Linked DNA regions of Danio rerio: region 2 is linked to region 1. Evidence: chromatin contacts called from public Hi-C data. All regions are on one chromosome and are shown on one strand. The core of a region is the stretch at or near the end of the contact, and the rest is flanking DNA. Distances in the headings are between cores, read along the strand shown.

Region 1 (2,583 bases), core at 32-2,531:
CTCAAAGTTTCAAACTAATTAAATTGCAAAAGGATTACAAAGAGTTCAATATACAATAAAGTTTGTGGTGGTAAATAAAAAAATTACTAACAATATTTAATGTAATGTAATGTATTTTTTTGTCAGCAACTAAGGCTATTTTCATGGGAAGAACATTTCAATAATAAATAAACAGTTAAGAACAACAAACAAATGAATGAATGAATACACAAGTTAAATAAGATTTTAAGTGTGAATACATAAGAATTCAAAATCTTTTCTGGTGTCACTTTGCTAAAATGTCCTTAAGAGAGTTAATTTCATAAAAAAGGCTTCTGATATCATTAAAAGCAGGACAGTCCAGTAAAATGTGTTTTACAGTAAGGGGAGTTGTGCAGAACAAACATTGAGTGGGGTCTTCATCTTTAGGTAAAAAGGCGTGAGTTTATCTTGTATGTCCAATGCGACATATGGTAAAAATCAACAATTAATAAATGACCTAAAATCAGTATTGACTTTGTTATGTAAATGTTAGTTTACAAATATACAGCTGAGCTTAATTCGTTATTAAATTTATTAAATAAAACAGTTGCAAGTTTTGATTTAAATGACTTGCTATATTAACATCATCTAATATGTGTTTTACAAGTTGTTTTCGCAAACTGTAGAGTTTAATTACCTAATGTTATCTAATGCTGACTTGCTGTAAAGTTTTAACAAATACCAGGTCTACCAAGAATCAGAGCATTATCAGTCAACATCTCTGCAAGTTTTTGGGCAGATTAACATGTCAAGATTTTGTTTCATATTAAAGTATCCAATGAAGCACATCAAAACAACAATTATCTGAATATTCTCAAAATGCACTGTAAAATATTGAACGATTAATAGTTTTTTCAAGGCATTTATGAGTGTTCATTATAACAATATCATGTTGTCTTTTCGACTATTATTAGACACGCTCAACACACAAGCCATATTTAGACACAAGTTACACTAATGTTGTTTAATCCACGTAATTCTGACATTCTGTTTTATAAAATAAAGCATTAAATATAAAAGAAATACTGTTGTGACAGTGGTGTCAGCTTACTTTTTCCAGTAGCTCAGCTGCCGGAGAGTCTTCTTCATCTTCTGCTTCTTCAACAGTGTTTTTAACAGCAGTTGCTGCAAGACCGTCGGGAGAAAACTGCGACCGTTTGAATTTAGGATTCTTTGTTTTTCCCATTGTTAACTGTTTTGACTACACTTGACGTGTAATATCAATTATCTTGTATTTTAAACTCGCGTAGACTCACAACACGAGCGACCATGTGGACGTACGTCGCTGCCGTAAAGTGAAATAAACTGTCGCGCGAAAACTGTCGTTGACAGTCGACAGCGCCACCCCGTGGAGCAAGCACGCTTCAGGTTTCATAGAGAAATCATAGAAATCATTGCACTCGACAAGAAGAGATCCTGGATGTCAAACGGTCAGTATCAACCCATGTGTTTCTCTGTCTGAAATACCCACCGAAGAAACCATGAATCTAAATCAAACCGATTTGATCTGTATACAGATAAACTACTCCAGGAGAGCCCATGTCTAATCTCAAACTGTAATTTAGCCAAGAGTGAATTTGTCCACATGGAGCTTCAGATCTGTCTGAACGGTCCCTCTCAGAAAACTTGAATAATGAACAAACCTGAAACTTAAGCATCCAAACCCTAACTGTAGAGAAATGAGTTAATATTACTCTCTACCTAAATGTAGGGGAGAATAGGCCATAAAGTGCTTCCTCAGTTTGTGAGTCATAAATCCATTTATGGTTCAGAGTATTTTACCCCAATTATTTTCAGACCAGCATATGAATATAGCAAGGGACCAGCAAAATAGAATCAAAACCTTTCCAGCATAATAGTTAATAGTATATGTATAGAAGTTTTGGGATTTTAAAAGATCTTAAAATAAGCTTCTCCTGCTTACCAAGGCTGAATTTATTTCATCAAAAATACAGTACACATTTTAAAAATTGTGAAATGTCCTTGTACTATAAGATAACAGTTCAAAAGTAATTTATCATTTAATTTAATAATTTATTCCAGTGATTTCAATGATGAATTTTCAGCTTCATTACTCCAGTTTTCAGTGACATGATCCTTCAGAAATCACTATTTTATTCATTCATTCATTTTCTTGTCGGCTTAGTCCCTTTATTGATCAGGGGTTGCCACAGCGAAATGAACCGCCAACTTATCCAGCACATGTTTTTACACAGCGGATTCCCTTCCAGCTGCAACCCATCTCTGGAAAACACATTTTTATTATTTATTATTATTATTAATATTAATGGTAACAGTAATAATGACTGGAGTAATAAATTCATTTGAAACTACATAAAATAACAAAGCAGTTATTTAAATTTTAATCATTAAATAGAAATTTACATTTACAATTTTTTACAATCGTTTTGCCACAAATTTCAAAATGCTTGGATAAATTAAACACAAGTCAAAGATACTTTGTTCATTGAACCAGGATCACCTGTTTAATATAACACAATTAAACATCAAATTGATCCCATTTCAAAGTCCAAATCAAACATTACATTTAAAATAAATGCA
Region 2 (2,583 bases), core at 35-2,534, 360 kb after region 1:
ACAAAATGTTTTTCAGCTTGTTTATATAGATTACAAAATTTATATGTTGTGTTTTTGTTGTCACAACTGTAAAATAACCTAACAGTAGTTCAGATCTTGTTAAGGTGGAAGTCCTAGGGAGTTGATGCAAATGTTTGGGGAACAAGCATTCATATCAAATCATTAATTAATAAAATAATAAATGAAAAATAAATACACCTCAAAATCATTATTTTATCTAATACAATTAGCCATTTATAAGATTAAACAATGTTTATATAAATAAAAGATAAAATGTTAAAAGTGCAAAATAAATGTTTAAAATAAATATATTCAAATGAACACAAATTTGGTGAATATAAAAGCATATAAATAAGTATTGTACAATAGTATTTAGGGAAAATCTAATTATGTAAAAAATTGATATTAGTTTTATTTTTAAAGGGGAGAGATTGTTACAGGATCTGGGAACTTCACAAAAGCCCGATTATATTTGAGCGTCCGGTGTTATCTAAAAACATTAGCGCCCTCGTTTACAGCGTGCGTATTGTTTTAATTAAAGAGTGAAAATATAAAACCACAATCAGGAGATCAATATAAGAGAGATACAAAAAGGGAAAAATACAAACTACATTAGCTGCAGAAAGAAAAAGAACAACAAAACAAAGGAAGGGGTAAGTGAAGTATTAAAGTGTATGGAAATAAATTAAGAGCATTAAAAAAGCTATCTAACTCAAATCAGAATCAATAGACAACAATTCTTCATATAGAACCAAGAATCTGACACGTTGTTACACATGACTTGTTACGGAAAGATTTGAGCAGTGAGTCAACTTCAATCATAAATTGTCGAAAAGTAGGGACCATGTATTTTTGCTTATGTTTAAAAAATGTTCTAAACAAGATTAAAAAGTTTAAAATAAATGTATTCGATTCATGGGAAGATTCTGAGTATAATAACGAATAATTTCTTTCAAGTGTGTAACTAAACGTGTGTCGGACTGTTGTATGACGTACGTATAGGAAAACCGATGACCAATCACGCAGCGGCGCCGTGGCTTAGTTGGTTAAAGCGCCTGTCTAGTAAACAGGAGATCCTGGGTTCGAATCCCAGCGGTGCCTTTTATGCCCTGAAGATCCAAAGCCACGTTTAGGTACATAAGATTAGATTGATTTAAGCAGTAAAAAATTAATTCAAAAGTACTAATGCAACCGGAAATATGTCGTGAAGAACAGTCTAGTCGTAGGTAGTTTACATTGTTGAAATTAGGCAGTATATTTTGAAACCACGCAGAATTTTTTGTTTGCTTCAAAAGGCTCGGTAGGAGGTATTGTTTAGCATGTAAATAAAGGAATGTGGCCCACACGTCATGGCTTCCTTCCACCGATGCAACCCTCCGTCCACAAGAGTGCAGGCTTTCACTTCCACAGTCCCGACAGCTGGTAAGTCTCCATCAGACAAATGATGAAAACAAACCCAAGCAAAATTCATATATAAATGTCTATTTATGATACTGTCAAATACACACGCATCAAATGAGAGCCCTCAGTCTTGTGTGTTATACTGGCTATTCAGGGGAGCAGTCAGTCATTTACATGAGCAGTATATTGTATATGTAGCTGTGTTGAAAATTGATCCGAGTGTTATTTTGTGTGAGATGCGCTCCAGCAGATGGACAGCACTTCACTGATCTGCAGTGCCCAGATTAGTAAACCACAGATTATTACATAACTGACACATACTGTCAAGTAGTGGACGATATCATTAGGCTACTCGATGGGATGTATTGAAAAGAAACAAAAACGTAATAAGCAAGTAACCAAGAAAGTCAATTCCTGGATGAAGGATGTGTCCTGTTGTTCCCACTGAACCTCCAATCCCGTCTCTCTCTCCTGCCTGAAGGTCTTTCTGCTTTTCCCTCCAGACAGACAGCGCGATGAGCCGCGGGACACACGGAGGCACACACGCCGCTTTTGAAGCTCATGCAAGAAGTTGAATCGAGAGAAAACCTGAAACCGACATGAGACGAGTTGAAAATCGGTTTGGATTATGAGGAAATGACCTGAGCCGCGAACAACAGGAGATGACGGCGATGATGGAGAGAATCGGGACTATTCGGCTTTACCTCATGAAATGGATTTGCCTGCGGTGGGCTTGGGTTTGTGTGGGTAAGTAGACTTCATAGTGTGTGATGTTATTATCACTGACGTTAATTCAATTGAACAACAAAAATGAAGTGCGAGGTGCATTAGAAGTCAAGCTCTCACTTTTTTATTATCTCCATTGTTCCACATAAATATATACGACATATCATTTCATTCTCGGTGAGAGTGTGTAAAGGCAGGTTAAAGATTATCAGATGACAAAGAAAGGTTAAGCGGCGGCGCAGCGGCAGCATCCATACAGGGATATCCGCTCTTGGCTTGTTGCCATGACAGTTATAAACACGACTCAGTGATGATCTGTCAGTATGATCTCCAGCACAGATTGGCAGCTTGTCAGTTTGTTTAGTTAGTTAGTTCAGTTTGTTAAAACTATTCTGCCCCCGTCCAACTTGTAGTCAAAATGTAAACATCCATATGCCTTCAACCAAGTGTCAGCTA

What was found. A called contact is a pair of places that touch in the nucleus more often than the background predicts.
Region 2: a Hi-C map of hematopoietic stem cells shows a contact between it and region 1, with 2.1 times the contacts expected there. The contact joins the promoter of lrp3 here to the promoter of heatr3 in region 1. A contact is called at or near these places in 2 of 18 Hi-C or Micro-C datasets (hematopoietic stem cells and an unstated tissue).

The regions. Positions count from the first base shown.
Region 1 is chr7:38,132,166-38,134,748 of GRCz12tu, forward strand. It overlaps heatr3 (HEAT repeat containing 3), which reads right to left and starts at 1,282. Exons shown (of 15, transcript NM_200889.1): 1 at 1,073-1,282. The coding sequence starts at 1,207. LOC141375405 (a long non-coding RNA gene) reads right to left here. Exons shown (of 5, transcript XR_012383413.1): 5 at 2,364-2,583.
Region 2 is chr7:38,492,388-38,494,970 of GRCz12tu, forward strand. It overlaps lrp3 (low density lipoprotein receptor-related protein 3), which reads left to right and starts at 1,285. Exons shown (of 9, transcript NM_001130634.2): 1 at 1,285-1,422; 2 at 1,905-2,148. The coding sequence starts at 2,064. It overlaps trnat-agu (transfer RNA threonine (anticodon AGU)), which reads left to right and starts at 1,028; the gene lies at 1,028-1,101.